Linked DNA regions of Mus musculus: all the other regions are linked to region 2. A link is a contact called in public HiChIP or PLAC-seq and Micro-C data. All regions are on one chromosome and are shown on one strand. Each heading gives the region's core, a stretch centred on a gene start, on an enhancer-like site or on the middle of the called end of the contact. The rest is flanking DNA. Distances are from core to core; before and after follow the strand shown. Region 1 overlaps Slc22a23 (solute carrier family 22, member 23). Region 2 has its middle 21 kb from the start of Slc22a23. Region 3 overlaps Slc22a23 (solute carrier family 22, member 23). Region 4 has its middle 55 kb from the start of Pxdc1.

Region 1 (4,610 bases), core at 1,935-4,434, 130 kb after region 2:
GCAGAGAGCAGGGAAACACTGCTTGTATTTTCTCTGAATTACAAGACCCTTTCCATAGACAGAGGCTGATGACAAAGGAGACACCAATCTTTGGGAAGTTGTTGGCTCCTCCCACTTTTTGCCCTTCCTTTATCTTTGCGATAGGTGCCAGTACCCCCACTTCTTCCTTTAGTACCTTTCCATGTCTCTCAGGGTCTAGCCTAGGCAGCACTTCACCCATGGACCCCCTTATAGTCCCTTTCTTGCTCCCTATTCTGTGTGGTCACTCTCACTGGGAAAGTGACTCTGCTTGAAGAAGCGGTGTTTTCAGACTAGAGCAGGAGAGCTATATTGCTTATAGAGTTGGGCTCATCTTCATGTTCCCTCTTTTTACCTTGCATAGAGTTCTAATTCTCTCATAGCATTGTTCTTTTTTAAGTAAAAGCTATCATACTGGGCTGGAGAGATGGCTCAGCAGTTAAGAGCACTGATTAGTCTTCCAGAGGTCCTGAGTTCAAGTTCGAGCAACCACATGGTGGCTCACAACCATTTGTAATGATATCTGATGCTGTCCTCTGGTGTGTGAAAACAACTACAGTGTATTCATATAAGATAAATAAACAATTCTTTTTTAAAAAAAGCTATTGCAACTATAAGTGATATAATTTTAAAGATGTAACCGCAGGGTCATTTACCTTCCTAATTTTTAAAAATGTAGTTGTATTTGTGTTTGTGTGTGGGTGCATACATGCCATAGTATGCATGTGGAGGACAGCTTTGGGGAATCAGTTCTCCTTTTCCATCATGTGGATCTCAAAGATTGAACTCCGGTTATCTTCACTTTCTGTATTGCTGTATTTAGGGAAGCTGGGCTGCAAGTTATGTTACTAGATATGGTATTGGGTTGTTGAGGGTAGGGTTCAACTGAGAGAGGGATGGAGGGAAGGATGTATAGAGGGAGGGAGGAAGGGAGAGAGAGAGGCAAAGCATGATGGCATACCCCTTTAATCTAGCACTTTCAGGTGAATCCAGGAAGACCAAGGTCATCCTTGGCTACATAGTAAATTAGGAGCCAGCCTGAGCTATAAGAGATCTTGAGAGGGTGTGGCACCAGCATTAGGGATATAGTTTGGTGGCAACGCACTTGCCTAGCTTGAACAAGGCTCAGAGTCCCAACCCCAGCACCACAAGAAAAAGAAGAAAGGTAACAAACACGCTGCCACTGAGTTGGTCAAAGCATTGCAGTTGAGATTAAATAAGGAAACACCCAGCCTGACTGAGCATGAAGCTAGAGGAGTGCCATTTAAAAGTAAGGATCATAATTATTTCCTGATTAGGTTTCTTCCAAGTAAGAAGGAGAGACTGGGATGCTAAGCACAGCTAAGCCCTTCCTGCATAACTGCTGCTCCCATTCTTTATATTACTGTAACTTCTCCACCCTTGCCTTAGGCAGCAAGTGGGGATGGGTGGACACCCAAATCAGAGGAAGATCCCATGTGATCCTCTGTGGTAGGGCAGCTTTAAAGAATAGGATTCTTTTGTGTTAGGAGCAGTTCTCAGAGGCTCTGATCTGGCCTTCATGTAATTGTTTAATAAAGACCATGGGGATTTTTTTCATTTACCCACTTGGAGGTAGCCCTCGTGGAAAGGGCCTTTCCCACCCATGTAGACTCCTGTGTTACTCAGTAGGTTCTCTTGGGGCAGCTAAGTGTGAAGCAGATGCCAGGCATTGAGAAGGACACGGAGAAATAAGGCTGATTTTCCTTTTACGGCTGTGAGGGCAACCAAGCTACAGAGAAGGTAGTTTCAAGGGTTCTAGAGCATGGCTCTGTGGTCCAGACAAAGGGGGGTTGGGGAGAATTAGAGGACGAGTAACCAAGCTAGTCAATGATAGTAAGAGGAACAGGTTTAAGTGGACCAAGACAATGGGTGGGGAATGGAAGGAGGGGATCATGAAGCTTAAAGCCTTGCTTGCCAAGAACATTGAGGAGAACAGCAGGTGAGGAAACAGACAGGCCAATAAACAGGTGACTGTGGAGACTAGTGAGCACCACACTAGGGATTTGGACTTCCAGGATTTTCACCTGGGAGAGCAACAAGGGGCGAACAGTAACCACTGACAATGTGTCAGGTGACCTAGAGCAGAAAGGTCTCTCAAAGGGGAGACTTTCTCGGAAGCGACTGTAAGCTGGTTCTTCCTTGCAATGGAAGCACTCCATTCTCCCCTCCATCGGACTAAGGTTTTAGGAGGTGAAGTGGCTGCCCCAAGGCCACACAGCTGCTCGTAGTGTCACACTGGAATAAACTTGAGTCCAGCTGAGGAAGAATTTGGCTTAAACACCGGGGGATTTGACTAGTGGAGAATTCTGTTACTTGAAGGTCAGTAATGTTACTCAGCATCTATTTACTGAGCCCACACTTGGCACACAGCGCGACACATGTGGTGACCACAACATGACCTGTGAAGTCCCCTACTTAGGACTCAAGAACATTCTGCCCTCTGAGTCTTTGTTCCATGATAAACACATGGACATGTAGACAAGAGAAATTCACTGCAGAAATGGGGCTGAATAGCTAAATTCCTGAGGCAGGGCTTGGCTGAGGACTGGGGTGTAGTGGTATCCAACTGTTCGTGTCCAGTGCAGGCAATTGCACTGCGGACACCATGAGCCAAAAAGACAAGATGGCGCTCATCCCTAGTCAGTCTCAGAACTGCTCCTACTCAAAGTACTTCAGTTGGGCTGGACAGAAAACCACCTACCGAAGCTCTCTGTTAACACAGTCCCTCTCCACAGGCCTGTTTCTTGAACATGGCTTTCCTGCTGCTGGCCTGATCTGACTCCCTGTTTGACTGGCTGGTGTTTCAATGTTGATCGCAGTACAGGAGGGTTTTCCACTTGTGGGGAGGGGGGATGCTAATTTTAACCACCATGTGTCCTATCAGATCTGATTTCTGTTTTTATTGTAATCTTAATTTAAAACTAAACCCAAAGCAATCCTCATTGGTTATATTCTCCAAAGCCAATGCAGTGAGGTCAGAGAGCCCGAGGCTTGGAACCGAGCCTTGCCTTTACCACCAACTGACTCCCTGACCTTATTTTCCCCTTTAATAAAATGAGATGGTTGGATGGGGATCAGTGGCTGCAGACTGGCAGCATGAGTCAGCCCCTGACCCTTGTCGTGTTTCGTGTGACCTCAGCTTTGTTTTATTTGCTAATTGAATTTCAAGATCTTTAAGCAAGGCAAGAGCTGGGTGTTTCGTTATGGGCTCCCCTCTCACACCCACCAATTCCACATGAGCCTTATCTGACTAGGACCCAACTCCAGCAGCCCTGCTCCATGTTCTCTGAGATTTCTTTCATCTGAAATAGAATTTTTCAATTTCTTTGCACCTCCAGGGCATTTTGTACCTCTGCCTGCCTTGCTCTTTGGCATTGAAAACTATGTTGTGGTGGGGTTTTTTCGCCCAACAGAGAAAAGTCACACACAGTAGCAAAGCCAGCCTCTGATGGTGCCAAGGCTTGTAGGCCACCTGGTATTGCAAGCCTTGCACCCTCCTCCCCCATGCTGCTGTTAGTGTTGATATGGCAGTGCTGCAAAGAGAACACTAACCAGGGACCGCAGTGCTGGTGGGTGTGACAGTCCACCTATACTGCAGACCCTACAGTGCCCAGAGCCCTGCTTCTAGAGCTGTCACCTGGGGAGTTATCAGAAATGTACATTCCAAGTTCATGCTCTAGACCTCCCAACTATATGGTTTTGTCATCTCTAAAACAAGCCGGTAAACTAGCCCTCCCAGTTATGAGGAGGGGTCAGTAGTATTTGTAGGACATGCCACAGTTGTCCTTAAATAGAAAATGCACCAGTGCCACTACACTGTCTGTCACCCCGGTTTACTGGACCCAGCCCCACTCTCTGAGAACAGGGTCATGGAACCTATGTATACAACGTTGTCCCAGGTGAGGGTGCAGCAACTGGTGTGTGGCCATGCAGATCTCCATGCCAAAGAACACTTCCCCTACTACAGGAACATGGGGAGGTAAGAAGCAGGAATCACCAACTGAGGGGGATTTGGATATCACTCATGGTACAATGGCACTTGGGTAGGAGCCTGCCGGGCATGTGAACCTAAGGGAAGCCAGTGTAGCTAGAGTGACTGATGGAAATGGCAGGTGGGGAGGTTAAAGACAGGGAAGGGGTCAGGAGCACACCAAGGCTAGAGCCATCCTGAAACACTTTGCTTTTGTTCTGAGTGACATGAGACCCCTCAGGTGGGCTAGATGGCATGTGATAATGACATCCATCCTAAACAGAATGACCCTCACTGGAATATCAAATTCTTCTTTACAAAATAACTAAAATTAAGAGCAGCAGACAAGGAAAGATAGAAGGAGAAAAAAAAAAATCATACCGTCTTTGCACTCCAAGTAAGGATTTTAATTCTGACCCTGGTCCACAGAGGATGCTAAAGCTGGCAGAGAATGCTGATGGATATAGCTAGGACAGGAAGCTAAGGAGCAGCCTGTAAATCCACACAGCAGCCTTGTCTTCAAGCTGAGTCATACTCTCCCCTCCGCAGCGTGAAGTGCAGACACAACATTTGTAGAATCTCCTTCCAGAATTCTTGAATT
Region 2 (5,207 bases), core at 1,887-4,386:
GGCTTTCAGACTGGGCAACAGAAAGGAAGGGAGGCATATGAGTGAGGTAGCACACAGTAGGCACTATGAAAATGTTAGTCCCTACAATTGGGAGCATGTAAGCCACACAGAATCAGGAGCTTGGCTCAAGAGAGTGGGCAAGCAATGAGAGGTGCTGTTCCCATAGAGTATCTATAGCCTCTGACTGAGGAGGAAGGGGACAGGTTTCACTTTCAAGGGTGGGTCCATGGGGCAAAGAGCCTACCTCAGAGGACACAGGGCCCCAGAGATATTACCCTAAACCTGTCATACATATATTTAGTTCTATACAGAAATATCTTCCCCCAAAACTCAAAGTATTTTCCAGAATTTTCTTTTCTAAAAGGCTATGGACAATACATATCCACAAAGTTCACACATGACTTATACAGCCAAAGGGGACCCTCACCAGAGCCTGCACAATGCTGTTTGGAGGTCTGCCTTCAAATCTGTGAGCTACATAAGCCTCCTCTCTGAGAGAGAGAGACAGAGACAGAGAGAGACAGAGACAGAAACAGAGACAGAGACAGATATTAAAATAATTCACCAAAAATTATGCTTGAGGAAATGATGGTATTTCTAAAAGTGGGATACAAGAAGGATTCTGGGTGTACCCTTCAGATGTGATTTAGATAGATCAGAAAATAGAAACTAAATAAACAACACAAAATAGTGGATGGCCACAACCAATTGCCGCAAACAAGAGAGCATACACAGCCCAGCAGCTAGGAAGTGGGTATTATGTTCCATTGTTTATCATACCACCTTGTTTGTTCCTGAGAAAATTTCAAGGACATTAGTGAGCCCCTCCCCTTATCAGAGAGCCAAGACCCCAGAAGTGGATAGTGAGCTTGGGAATCAGAAGAAGATTACATACTCACATAGGAGAGACCAAGGATACGGTTCCGGGGTAGAGTGTAAAGTCATGAGTTTAATCTGGAGGGTGGGGCTAACAGAATAAACAGTGCTGAGTTTAGAAGACTTTTTCAGTCCTTTGAGCAACAGCAGCAGAGGAAGACCATGTCTATTTAGACTCCTGGTTGCTCTAATAGGGACAATGTAGTTATGTGGACCCACAATATATTAATTCCTTTCTAATGGCTCCTATTATGTGCAAATTCCTGGGTTAGAGAAGGTATTTTTAAGACTTTTAAAATCTTAATTCAAATTCAATATCTCTATTAACAGATGAGATTGGAAATAAAACTAAAGCGGTACCAACAACAACAAAACAAGCTAAAGTCTGGGAGAATCTATTTATAAAACATGTAACTATTACAGAAGGGGCATTAACGATATAAAGAATCCGTGCAAATTATTGGGCTTTTTTAAAAATAAACAATTGAGAACAACAACAACAAGATGACCATCACGCAAAACAACCTTGGCCCCTTTCTAAGTGCCCCGAACTACTTAGAGGTCTCTAGACAGCGTGATGATCTCCCTTCCAGATTGCTCACACTAAAGCCTGTAGCTGTTTCATCACATGGGACACTCTTGACCTTGAAGATCTTCAAGGCCTGCCCAGGCCTGAAAAATTGGTTTCTTAGTGAGCCTCAGATCATGCTTGCATGCCTCCAACTCTAAACATGCCAGAGACAATTGCTCCTGGGGCCTCCACCATTCCTGCCCACTAAATCTGTTGGCCTAGATAACGTGGGCATCTCTTTCTGAATGTCATGCACACACAAATGTTCTGTACCACCTCCAGGCCAGGAGTCATCTGTGTATGCCTGTATTCGTTACTGTTCTATTGCTGTGATAAAATACCTCTAACAAAGACACTTTTAGAAGAATTTTTTGGGGGTTTTCAATTTTGGAGAGTTAGAGTCCATGACCATCACTTCAGGGAGCATGGGAGCAAGCAGGCATGCATAGCCCTGGAGCAGTACCTCAGAGCTTACATCTTGGGTCACAAAAGCAAAGCAGAGAGAGCTAACTGGGAATGGTGTGGGCTTTTGGAACATCAAATCTCCCGCCGCTGTCCCCACCCCCAGTGACACGTCTCTACCAACAAGTCCATGTTCCCAAATCTGTCCAAACCGTTCCATTAACTGGGAACTAAGTATTCAGATATATGAGCCTATGAAGGTCAATCTCATACAGACCTTTATAGTGGCATACACTGGCTTATGTAAAAAATGCTAGATTACCATCAGTTACTAACTACATTATAACTATTCGACCCATTGATATTAGACATGGGGGTGTCATGCTATCACAGTACATGGTACATGGAATAAATTCAACCCAGTCTTAAGACAGTGGTCAGGCCGTTATCCACACTACGAATTCTCCCTGGGGAACAGTCTCTGCTTGTGGAGCACTTTCCCTTGTGGAGATGTTGAAGTCCTTACCATCTTTCAAAGTTCTAAATTTGAAATAAATTGAATTGGTTTTGAAATTATAGGCATTAAAAGAAGTACCATCCAAGATTGTGGCATTGCTTAGTAAATGTCTCCCTGTGAGGAACTCATCCTTTGGAGTGGTCCTGGCCCTGTTGGAAGGCTGAATGGAAAGTTAGAACACTTTGCACAAACATGCCTAATCTATACATCACTTCAAAGCTCTCAACACAAAATAGCATTTCTACTTTAAAGGTAATAAGAAAATTGTTTATCCTAGACCAAATATGAGCGACACATTCAAGTTACTCAAAATGGACATGTTCCACCATGATAGAGGTTATATGAACTGCTAAGTGTTGCAGAACAAAAGAATGCTGTGAACCAGTAGATTTACCAAGATGCTCCAGCAACACAGAGAAGCCTCCCCAGGTTTCAGATGCTATTTGAGCGCATTCTTAGCTTTAGAGTTGATAGAGGCCGGAGGTCTGCTGAGATTAATGATATATTCCCAAGAAGTTTACCTATTAATTAGGAGAATGTTCAAGTACATATAAAAGTTAAAGTGTTGGCTGGTTGAAAGACCTAAGACAACCCACAATAATTTGGGCACTTTCATTGAATAATGTGGAGAATGATGATAATAACACTTTCACCATGTGTAGCTTGGCAAGCTCTCTCACTCGGAGTTGCCAGAAACAGAAAGGGGCTGGAGAGTCTTCCAGCCCCACAGCCCATCCCTAGTGAAGCCATTAACAAGCATTTACAGAAACCACCAACTTGGGCAATGGTGACCTACTGCTGAGTCATTATGGCAGCCCAGGCTGTTTATTGCCTTATTTGTGTCAGATATTTATAAAATGACCCCCAAGGGACATAAATAAACTCATCCAAGACTCTGAGTGTTGAAATCACAAGTAGATTGAAAAGAACTAGCAATTTTGAAAGGTTTAGCTAATTTAAGTAGAAGAGAGCTCTGGGAGGGGCTGGACGTCACCTGTCTTTATGGACAACTGTCAGTAGGAGTCTGAGGACAGAAAGAAAATATGAATGAGTTACATTTTCATTTTGGCCTTTAAATGTTGCCTTAGTGTCCCAGATTTCTCCACTGCTACATATCAAGTTCAAGATTTTTTTCTGTTTTTAATTCTTTAACTGGCAGAGACGACAAAGAGAATCAGGACTCCCAGACAGTCTCTCTCTCTCTCTCTCTCTCTCTCTCTCTCTCTCTCTCTCTCTCTCTCTCTCTCTGACACAGGTCCAAATCTTTTTTTTAATTGGATATTTATTTTATTCATTTACATTTCAAATGCTATCCTAAAAGTCCCCTATACCATCCCTCCTGCCCTGCTCCCCTACCTACTCAGTCCTACTTCTTGGCCCTGGCTTTCCCCTGTACTGGGGCATATAAAGTTTGCTAGACCAAGGGGCCTTTCTTCCCAATGATGGCCAATTAGGCCATCTTCTGCTACATATGCAGCTAGAGATCCGAGCTCTGGGGATACTGATTATTCATATTGTTGTTCCAACAGGTCGAAATTTTAAGTCTGTTTACCTAACACATTGGTTATTGTTCTCATTGTTTCTCTCTGAAGAGCCCCCTGCCACACAGAGTTGTCACAGAACTGCCTTGCTCTCCTGACCTCTAATTCAGCACATATAAACATAACATCCTCTCTTACCAGTTTCCTCCTCTAGAAGCCACTGAGATCTTCTGTTTGCCTACCTAGTTAATTATTCCTCCCTTTCAATGTCTAATAAAATTGTCTGAGAGTTCCCTTCCAGGTCTGCTTTGAAACTATTTTATCTGTACAACTAAGAATCTGTAAAGCAGTCCCTGTGTACTTGGACTAATACTTTAAAAATGAAATTAACTTTGAAAAGTTAAATTAAGCAAACATGGAAATAATAGCATCTGATTAACTGAATTGCTTATAACTAACAAGAGAGTCCCTTTAGCACTTGGTAAGAAGGCTGGCTTTGCCTCACTTGGCTTCCTTTGGCTCTGTCAGCTGGGTCTTTCCCAGCTGTGTGATCTTCAGGTGAGTCTTCAGAAAGCTTAATATCCTATGGAAAGACTTGGAGGTACTCATTTTCCTGTAGTTAAGCTTTAAGCTTCCAGAGAGATATAGTTGGAGAACAGCTATGTAATAACCCATTGATTGTTTCCATAATTTCATTATTGATTATTATAATGCAGAGAGTTCAATTTTAGGGGACAACATGAAGGAGTTCCTCCCTGGGAACCTGAGAGACTGGGCTCTACCAAACTGGTGTCTAATGAACACTTCAATTTAACTCAAAGGATTCTATTTATCAAAGAAAATGAAGGGCATACTGTAAAGGCCTGGTGGATCTCTTTAAGCTTATCTTTTAGAAGTTAGACTTCCCTGTCCAAGAAGGGAGTTTCCTGTGTCTTGGAAGCATTCCCAACTCCTCACAGTGTGGAGAGCAAGAGCTACCCTTACCCAGCTGGAACCTTCTCTTATATTTTGAGTAATCACACTTGTTTAACCAATGAAAAGGTACCTCCACCAGAGGTGCCCGGAAGTACAAATCGCTATTTGCCAAGCTACATGCAGGCTTTAGTTAGTGTGCGTTCAGACATGGGTTTAATGCAAGCCAGCCTCCTTTTCATTAGCCTAGAACTTCAATAGTGAGGCTGAATTCCAATAATTCCATGGATGAGCATATGGGATCAGGGTTGAAAGGGGAAATGAGAGACCAAGGAACAGTGCCTTAAATCAGTGACTCGCCTGAGGAAGGAGATGGTCTTCAGTTTATTGACATGGTCTAAATGGGTGAAGAACAACTAACATCTCGGAGCCTTAACTCGGGTTTAAC
Region 3 (4,493 bases), core at 493-2,992, 160 kb after region 2:
TGATGGGCGTAGGATTAGAGCCTAGGTCAGAAGATGGTCCCTTGGAACAGCTGTTTGGCCCATCCCCAGCAAGCTGTAAACAGAGGTGCCAGTAAAGTTCTAGTTAGGTGCAGAAGTGGCAAATTCATCTCTTCTGCCTCTTTCCCTCCTTACCCCACCCCCACCCCCTTTCCTGGTAATTAAATCTAGAACCCTGTGCATGCTAAGGGAGCTCTCAACCACTGAGGAGTTCATCCCAGCTCCTTTATATTTTATAGTTTTAGATGAGGTCTTGCCAAATGATCCATCCTGGCCAGGAACTCACTATTCTAATCCGACCTAGCCTCCAGCTTGCTATCACCCTGCCTTGGCCTGGCAAGCGCTGAGATTATAGGTCTGCACCACTTTGTCTGTCAGAGTACCACATTTTCTGTATCACTTGCAAATGGTGTCAAATCAGTTCCCTGTACAGCTTTGCCCCTTTCATGCCCTGTGTACCTTCTGATTTCTATGGCTTGATAATCACTTCCACAGGAGGAAGAGTGAGAAAGTGGAGAATATTAACTGGGGTTTGTGGGTGGATGAGCACCAGCTGCATGCAATATAATGTTACAGATTATAGGTGTGTCTGTATGGGAGCTAAATCTCAGGTCTTTATCTGCTAAAGGCATGAACAGAGTAACATTTAGGGTCATGTCAATCCCTATGTATGCAGGGTTGGTCCACTGTAAAAAGGCTAATGTCAAAGACTTCGTGTGCCCTGCCTGAGCCTGCAGCACTCTGAGAATGCTGTGCACAGTGTGGCTGAGACTGTAGCACTATGAGGATGCTGGACACCAAGTGGCCTGAGCCTGTAGCAAGCACTATGAGGATGCTATGCACAATGTAGCATAGTTTTGCCTTTGAGAGGTGACTTTTAGCCTCAAATCTCAGCAGATAAGATGGGGGCTCTAGCTTGCCAAAGCTTCTGTGGCAGTCTACTGATCTCATTTCACAGATTCAGAGAAATTGAGACCCAGATGAATAACGGACTCATTTAACATCACAGCAACTTTCTGGTGTATTTCTACTATCATTTTCCCAGGGGATTATGGGACCTCAGTTCGTGAAGCACACTGGACACCTTTGAATAACTTCCAATTGTGTTTAATTCCATTCAGACCTTTGAGTCTGTTGCTGTTTCTTTATTTTCTTTGAGGACTCTCTAGATTTTTTTTAAGATTTTATCTATCTTGATTAGAATGGGTATTTTGCCTGAGTGTATCTCTGTGCATCACATGCATGTAGTACCCATAGAGGCCAGAAGAGGATGTTGGATCTCCTGAAAGTGGAGTTACAGATGATTGTTAGCGACCATGTGAGTGCTGGGAACTGAGCTCTGGTCCTTTGAAAGAGTGCTCTTAACCACTGAGCTATCCTGCCAGCCCCTCTAGAATTTTTTTTAACTGTTCCATACATGATCATACCCAGAGAGTCAACAACTAGAGCTAGAGTTATCTCTTTGAATCAGAAGTGCCCTGAGTTCCTTCTACACTCATTTTCGTATGCACATATGGAAAGGTCATCTCCATGAAGTTATACTGACCTTTTGTCCTCTCTGGGCTCGATTTTGTGTCCTGCCTGTATGCCTGCTTGGTCGAAGTTCCACACTGGGCTGGGACATAGGCAGTGGTGCAGTATGTGTTTAGTATGCTTTCCTTCCCAACAAAATAACTTCTTGCAGCCTAAAGTGTGGCTCTTTGCCCTAATGACTCCAACTGCTCCATACATGTTTATTCTGTGAATGATGTCACTGTTGAATCACAGGCAGGAAGGTGTGTCTGTGTACACGGGTATCGCCCTAAAATTAAACACTTTGCAAAACAAATAAAGGAAAGACTTAAGGGTACAACTAATTTAATAAAGCATTGGTGGTTTTATTTCCTTTCTGTACTTTATTTATGAGTAAATGTCCTAGTGCAGTGAATTAAACAGGACACACATGCTTTTTACTCAGAGAACTGCCCAATTGGCTTTTCACCAGCGTGTGTGTTTAATGAACTCTCCAAAAGGCAGCCCAAGCCTCTATTGAAATCAGTGTGAGGGTTCTTAAAAAGCTGCCAGTGCATAGCTATTATCTCTCCTGGGTGTGTACACTAGAAAGACCGAGTCAATGAACACAGAGACATGCACACCCAATGCTTACAGTAGCACAATAGCAAGATATGGAGTCTGTCTAGGTGCCCATCAATGGGTGAACTTAGAAATATGTTGTGTATATACACATGGAGTTTTAGCCATTTCTAAATGTTAGAAGTTCTAACATTTGCAGAAATGTGGATAAAACTGGAAGTCATCATCAGACTCAGAAAGATGAAGAGTGTGAATTTTCTCTCCTGTGTAGAATCTAGATTCAGGAGCAAGTAGGTAAGGCATTCAAACAGAAAGAAACTGCTTGGGAAAAGAAGCGAGGGGTGAGAAGGGGGATGAGGCATACGATCTAATGTGTGATGTATGTTAATGAAAGTGTTATAGTGAAATCCCTTCTTTTGTATAGTGATATATTAATGAACAAAAAAGGCTGTCCTGATAGGAAGCTGGTTGATATTAGATTCTCCCACTGGACAAGAAGACAATTCATTGCTTTTAAACCTTAATGATCATCCTTATACCATGTACCAGTTTTTTAAAATTTTAATCAGTTGTATATATTTATTACTACAAATTGAAATAACAAAATTTTCTTTATTGCAAATTTCCGAAAATGAGAAAAGTTCTAATTATTACCTTCTCATCAAACGACCCCAAATTCTGTTTTTATGTTCTTTCACATTACCGTATTTCATCTCAGACTTGAGACTTGTAAAGCACACGGACCACTTCAGAGTCATTGTGCTTGTTTGAATCAACTCAAGACATAAAAATATAAAGAAGTCATTTGCAAGCATCCAAACTGCTCACATTTCATGTAGAATTCCGGTGACAAGTTAGGAAAAGCTCACAGCACGTTCCCCCCCCTTCCTACCCTCCCCCCCAAAAAATGAATTAAAATAGAACAGAGAACTCAAGCTCAGATTATTAGTTGCTATACACCTCAATTTTCAAAGAGTAGCTTTCACACCTGCTGTATGGCGTTACCAGCAGTAAAGAACAGGATAGCGTCTAGACTTAAATTGACTTGTCTTATTTATTCCCTATTCTAGTAGTCCCAGAAGGGTCCCACCGCAAACTGCCAGCGCATTTGAGCTGTACATGGCTCTCTTCATCCTGGACTCCATTAAGACCAGTGCTTATTGTTTTTTTTTTCAATCTGGAAAATACTGTTTGGCTTTACCATAGGGTCTCTCTGCACTGACTCTAATGTCTAGCCTCCTCTCTGTCTGAGAAAGATGCCTTTACTCTCTCCCCAAATTCTCTCGCTTCTGTCCTGGGCCTGATGCTGACACTCTGGTGGGGGAGAAGGAAACGTGTTCCTTTGTACTCATTTTTAACTGCTGATTTCACTGGGCAATTGCACAGCTAATGACTGCAATGTACAACAGACCTGGGAAAGGTCAAGCAGGCCTGGGTTTAGGTCGGCTGCACATCAGGAAGATGAGTTAGGAACCTGTTCCTACTGTCCACTCCTCAGTCACCACGTTCCGCCATACACATGCTGGGGTGAGCACAGGAAGAGTTTGCCCAAGCTGCACGCTCCCATTTAGCATAAAGAAACAGCAAGGGAGTGGGTGGGTGGTGTGTGCCTGTAATCCCAGCTCGCAGGAGGCTGAGGCAGAAGGGTTTCTCTGAGTTCTAGTCAAGCATGGGCTGCTTCGTTGGATCTTCTTGGAAAAGAAAAGGCAGAGAGAAAGGAAATGAGGAGGGAGGGACAGAGAAACAGAAAGCAGACCTACCAGGGAGACCATTTTATATATTGATACAGTAGTACCATTTAGGAAGAGTGCCACATAAAATATCCATATAAAGCTTAGGCCCACGCGGCACTGTCGCTGTTTAGTGCAGGATCTTTCTAAAACATGTTTATCCTGCTTTTAAAAAGTTACAGAGCTGTAGAGATGACTGGTGGTTAGAAGCACTTATGGAGCTCTTATGGATGATACACGGTCAGTTCCAGCTTCCATATTAGGTAGCTCACAACAGCTTGTAAACTCCAGTTGCAGGGTATCTGATACCCTCTGGCCTCCACAGGTACCTGCGTGTAAATGATGCATATAAACTCACATAGGCAAATGCATACACTTAAGTACCAAATAAATCATTTTAAAAAATCTATTACTCTAGATGTGTGTGCATGTGCATGTATGTGTATGCATGTGTGTGTGTGTGTGTGTGTCTCAGTGTGGTCCATAACAAACATGTGAAGTCAGAAGACAACAAGCAGGAGTTGGTTCTCTCCTTCCACCATGCGGGTCATAGGGATAGGACACTCAGGTGCTCAGTCTTGGCTATTGTCTTCCTGAGCCATCTCACTGGCCCTTATTCTGCTTTCGAAGAATACCATAAACATGCACAATATAGAAGGAATTCTGAAGGCC
Region 4 (5,224 bases), core at 2,380-4,879, 230 kb before region 2:
TCCTAAGTTCCACGCTGGGGCAGCCACTCTTCCCCCTCCCTGCTCCTGCCCCCATACATTTCTTAGCTCTATGTTGCCTACATACTTTGCAGAAGAAAGACAAGCCACGTTGCTGAATTGGGAGAGTGTTTTACTTTGATTTCCTTGCTTGTTCTTTCCTGACATTTTTTGTCTATTGTATAAGGAGTGCCCAGTCTTTGTTGAGGTTATGAGGTAGGTCTGCTATTGATGAATGCCCTCACCTTACTTGGAAGTGAGGCGGGTGGGGGGAGGGGTGCATCGCTAGGATTTCAGTGAAACTGAAGGGCCTGGCCCAAAGGATCTTCTGGAAAGCAGGGGATTCTGTGTCAGGTTCCACTCAGCCGGGCTATTGGTGCCAAGACAGAAGACTGTAATTATCTTTGCTTTCCTTTCATATGATTTTGTGACCCTCATTAATGAGCCAACAAATTACTATGTATGCAAAGCAAAACCTTTTTCATGACTGAATAATGGCCAGGAAAACCTCTTTTCTATTTAAGCTTTTGGTGTGTGTGTGTGTCTGTGTGTGTGTGTGTGTGTTTGTGTGTGTCTGTGTATGCATAAAACTACCTAATCTTTTCCATTTACCTGTTCTTAGGGTAAATCACTACTAGGTGGATGCGAAAGAACCTTGGCTAAGGGTGAATTGTTATATGTGCAAATAACTGCCTTCCAATGCTTTAAGTCAATCTTGCTTGTTTGTTATTTAGCCAATTAACCCCATAAGGATGTGGGATAATAAATAAATAAATAGATAGATAGATAGATAGATAGATAGATAGATAGATAGATAGATATTTTCACGATGTCAAATGAAACATATAATACTCAATTAGAATAAAACTTTAAAGATTTGCATACTAAACTGCCATTACTTTAAAAACTCTAAATTCTTCTCTATAATCTGGTGATTACTAATTCATTTAATCCTATCTTCTCAAAAGATCCTTTGCCCAGATCTTTTCCAAATCCCATGGACTTCCTGGGTGCCCCCCCCCCCCCGTGCCTTTTGTGCTTCTGTAAGTCCCCACCTACTTCCTGTCTAGCCTTTTGGAAGTTGTAGACTCTCAGAAACATCACACACACACACACACACACACACACACACAGACACACACACACACACACACACACACACACACACACACAGAGAGAGAGAGAGAGAGAGAGAGAGAGAGAGAGAGAGAGAGAGAGAGGGAGGTATTTTAATGCTCACATTGAGATTCTTGTCAATCTCACGACTTTCTCTTTCATTGTGCGTGCCATTTTCCAGGTTTCTTCCTACTGCTGTGCCCCAGGTCAGGGCATTCCTGTGAACCGTCAACTGTGTAATAAGTTCACTAATAGAAACTCTGGTGGAGGAAGTAGCCTGCTACACCACGGTCCTGTGTTCCCCTCTATACTCTTGTTTCCTAACCTCTGTAGGCATGCTGTTTTGCAGTAGAGTCCAGCATCCTAACACCTACCTCCCTATTTCCACCATTTCTGATGCTTCTTTAGTCTTTGCATGTCTTTGATGACCTTAGCATTTGTTACTGTTTTTTTCTTTTTTACCCTTAATTCTTTTTATCTGTGTTGGGATGCACCTGAATCAGGGTACCTGGATAGAGGTCAGAGGACAATGGCTGGAGTTGGTTCTCTTCCTCCCACTATATGGGTCCCCAGGATCAAACTCAGGTAGTTTGGCTTGGTGGCAAGTGCCTTTATTCAGTGAGCTATCTCTGGCCCACCTTGGCACTTTTGAAGAGTATTTACAAGCCATTTTTGTAGGTTATCTCCTCAGTACAAGTTTGGGCAAGTGTTCTTGTTAACTACATTAGGGTTATGGGTTTGAGGAAAGCACCTCATAGAACCGCAGTGTGTTATATCAGAGGGCCCGGTGTTGCTGTGCATTATTGTTCGTGTTCTATTTGGCTGCTTGGTGAAGGTGATACATATATTAATGGCCTTCATCACTCAAATGTCCCTCTGTTTGTGGTAGTTATTGAGAGAAAGATGCATTGAGATTATATGACCATCCCCACTCATGTTGCTAGCTAGCTTCCGTCAGTGAATCATGATATATCATTTGCACAAGTGATCAGGTGGTAATTTTTTAAATTCCCTAACTCTTAGGCAATATTTTCTAATTGGAATGCTTCTCTAAAGAAGGAATAGTTCTCTCTCTTCTGTCTGGTATTTTTGTTGAGTAAGAACATTTTCCCATAGAAGATATGGAATCTGTGTTAACTCAATTGTATATCTAGCAGTATGGACTCACAAATTTCTGATTTTGTTCTCTGGTATAAAACTCAATACTATGGTTATTTATTTTGTTCCTTGAATAGCCTATGCTTTGGCCACTAGTTGTTCCTCAAAGGCATCTATGGTATCTGCAAATACCTGGTCCTTTTATATTTCTTTACTTTTGGCCTTTGAGGATGTTCTGGGCACATTATATGTTTTGTGTTTATGCTTTTGTTTTTATTTTTTTATACCCCAATCCTGGAACTAACCACTTCTTTATAAGCTTTGGATTCTTCTGGCTCCAAGAACTGGGCCATGGTTGTGTTTGTTGATATTCAAAGTTCATTGCTTCAACAGCCCTTCAAACAGACAGAGGAAATAAGTATATGCATATGTATAATCTATCTGTCTGTCTATCTATCTATCTATCTATCTATCTATCTATCTATCTATCTATCTATCTATTGATTTATGTATGCATGTATGTATCTATCTATTTATCTATCATCTTCATATTAAAAATGCATGGGTTCATATTGATGCATCCTATATATTACATACCACACGGTTAATCTTTCCCTTTCTCTTTTACTAATTTGAAAGCTTTTTAAACATTACTATATAATAATGACCAGATAACCATGGTACCTCTCTTTCCTGCCCAGTAGTTTAGTTACTTGTCACAAATGGTTAAATACATAACTAGTCATTTCTTTTGTAGCTACTGTTAGATTGTTATTTTAAAAGTTTAGAGTTATACTATCATAGATATAAAGTTTATCATGCAGGCATCTGGTGCATTTTGAAGAGCATAAAATGTAAAGGCATACATGTGGTTTTCTCAAAAACTAATTGATGATTATCTGACCATAAAATCACACTCATTACACAATGATGAAAAGAATGAGAAAATGACCTAACAAAACATTTTTGTTTCCCCATCAAATCTATTTCTGTCCCACTCCTAACTAAGCTACCAACAGCTGCAGTGTGACCATGTAATTGACCAAGACTTTAACTTCCCCTTGTGACCTCAGAAGTCAATCTGGATAAACCTGAATTCTGAGGAAGAAACATCTCCCTTGAAATTCAATCCAGTGAAAGAAGAATAAACTACATTAGGAAGCCTCTTTTTTTCTAACACACTAAGCTTACTCTTAAAAAAATTTAAAACTGAAAGTAAAAATTATATGACATATAATGGAAGCTAGAATAGAAATGTTTTCTAAGGACTGGGATTTTAATGCTAAGGATGAGGGTCAAAGGTTTAGGAACATCTTTGATGAGATTTTTTTCCCCATGAATTCTAGAGTCATAGTAATAGTGCTGTGTATTGAATCAACACCAGGGAAATCTGTATGACTTACAATCCATCCAGTCAGTCGTGGGCTGTGGGTAGAAATAAAATCAGTTGTGAGAAATTGGATGTCATAACTCCTACTGAGTGTTGATGTGTGGTCAGAATTCTTACCACCACTTATGCAGGGCTAGAATCCCTAATAGAAAACTATTTTAGTTCTGGAAGAGTTTCTGAGGTAATGTAGAAGATGCCCACAGAAAACCCTTAACAGCCTACAATACATATGGAATCCTCCTTAGAGCAATTCCCATTAGAGATGAAATCAGAGGGAAATATTACCAGGTAGGTGTGATGGCTACTCTTGGTTGTTATCTTGACTACATCAAGAAGTTGACTAAACCCAAGCTGCTAGGCATTTCCCTCAAGGATTTTTTAAAATAAGATTATTTGAAACAAGAAACCCTACTCTAAATCTGGGCCACACCTTCTAGTGGCAGCCCACATAAAAGATGCATGCTTTCTTGCCCTCCTCTTGATGGAAAGTTCATTTATCCTGCTGCTGTGGCTTGTGTTAAATTCAACTTCTTCAGGACTTCAGTGGAGGATGCAGGCCAGCAGCTCTTCAGGAATTCTCCAGGATTCCAGTACCAGAGTGAGATGGGGGATATTCAGCATCATGAACTGAACAACTGTCAGGTGCTCAGCCTTTTTACCCGGAGCCAGCCATTGTTGGAATTTAAAAAACCATGGCCTGCAAGCTACTCTAATAAATCCCATATATATGTATACATATTCATCATATCAGTTATGTTCCTTTGGAAAATTCTGAGTAATATAGTAGATAAAGAATTCAGTCTAAACATTGATATAATACTGCAGACTATATTTTATAGTAAATAGAAAATATAGAAGGATAACTGAGCTATCCGAACATAACTTTTAAACAAACAAGAAATAGAACATATAAAGCAAAAAACATAAGATGTCATTTAAAAGAAAATCAACACTGGATTTGAAAATAAGTGAGATAAGATTCTAGAGAAAGAAACTGGTCCCTGAAACAATAATTCATTGGTTGAACAATAGCTTAGATGCAGCTAAAGAGAGAACTTATTGACTGGAAATGAAAGCTGTAGAGAGAGCATTTGTAGTAAGAGATGCTGTTGCTAAAATTCCTTCCCAGTGGGAGTCATAAAGCAAAGTCTGTTCCTCTTCCTGGGCTCCCAGTGATAATCTAAGGTACAATTTCACCCAAGTTCACTCCAGGGAAACCAATGAGTTTATTCGGCTTCCTTACAGCTCTCCGTTTAAAATATAAATAAAAAATTACATGCAAATGTGTTAATGACAGAAAAAGAATAAAGATGAAATATGTAATTTATAAGATTATAGGCAATGGGAATAAGGAAAAATTGATCCCATCAAAAAGAGGACAGGCCAAAGAAGAGAAACAGTCTCAGTCCCTGCTTATTGTCTGCTGTGTGGTAGGAGCGGCTTTCCCCTGCAGTCATCATTTCTGCTCCAGTACATGGAGTCAAGTGAACCCTCAGTGATGAGGATAAGTTGGCCTGGAAAGACAGGCTCCTAGATTATCTGATGGACTTTACTGATGTCTTCCTCATGCCTGCACTAGTGTTCTCTGCTGTCTTTGGGGTCATTGTATGGGGGATCACAGTT

The links. Hi-C and Micro-C count contacts between places; a contact is called where the count stands out from the background. HiChIP or PLAC-seq counts read pairs in DNA pulled down with a chosen protein or histone mark.
Region 1: a contact with region 2 is called in a FOXA1 HiChIP or PLAC-seq map of pancreatic cancer cells. The contact joins two enhancer-like sites. A contact is called at or near these places in 1 of 484 Hi-C or Micro-C datasets (beige adipocytes) and 2 of 115 datasets of contacts at active chromatin or transcription factors (embryonic stem cells and pancreatic cancer cells).
Region 3: a contact with region 2 is called in a FOXA1 HiChIP or PLAC-seq map of pancreatic cancer cells. The contact joins two enhancer-like sites. A contact is called at or near these places in 8 of 484 Hi-C or Micro-C datasets (B cells, the G1E-ER4 cell line, the HPC-7 cell line and 4 more) and 2 of 115 datasets of contacts at active chromatin or transcription factors (embryonic basal ganglia and pancreatic cancer cells).
Region 4: a Micro-C map of muscle stem cells shows a contact between it and region 2, with 4 times the contacts expected there. The contact joins two enhancer-like sites. A contact is called at or near these places in 1 of 484 Hi-C or Micro-C datasets (muscle stem cells) and 1 of 115 datasets of contacts at active chromatin or transcription factors (embryonic stem cells).

The regions. Positions count from the first base shown.
Region 1 is chr13:34,233,130-34,237,739 of GRCm38.p6, reverse strand. All of the region lies in intron 3 of Slc22a23 (solute carrier family 22, member 23), which reads left to right. Among named protein-coding and RNA genes, the nearest start is that of Gm52037, 38 kb to the right of the region's middle. Within about 2 kb of position 3,184, at least 30 of the 459 cell types and tissues checked have an H3K27ac peak or open chromatin away from gene starts, as enhancers often do. A contact at or near this core is called in pancreatic cancer cells, where this site is marked.
Region 2 is chr13:34,363,365-34,368,571 of GRCm38.p6, reverse strand. No RefSeq gene overlaps it. Among named protein-coding and RNA genes, the nearest start is that of Slc22a23, 21 kb to the right of the region's middle. Within about 2 kb of position 3,136, at least 24 of the 459 cell types and tissues checked have an H3K27ac peak or open chromatin away from gene starts, as enhancers often do. A contact at or near this core is called in muscle stem cells and pancreatic cancer cells, where this site is marked.
Region 3 is chr13:34,205,515-34,210,007 of GRCm38.p6, reverse strand. The region is part of intron 4 of Slc22a23 (solute carrier family 22, member 23); the gene reads left to right. Among named protein-coding and RNA genes, the nearest start is that of Gm52037, 9.9 kb to the right of the region's middle. Within about 2 kb of position 1,742, at least 18 of the 459 cell types and tissues checked have an H3K27ac peak or open chromatin away from gene starts, as enhancers often do. A contact at or near this core is called in pancreatic cancer cells, where this site is marked.
Region 4 is chr13:34,595,001-34,600,224 of GRCm38.p6, reverse strand. No RefSeq gene overlaps it. Among named protein-coding and RNA genes, the nearest start is that of Pxdc1, 55 kb to the left of the region's middle. Within about 2 kb of position 3,629, at least 2 of the 459 cell types and tissues checked have an H3K27ac peak or open chromatin away from gene starts, as enhancers often do. A contact at or near this core is called in muscle stem cells, where this site is marked.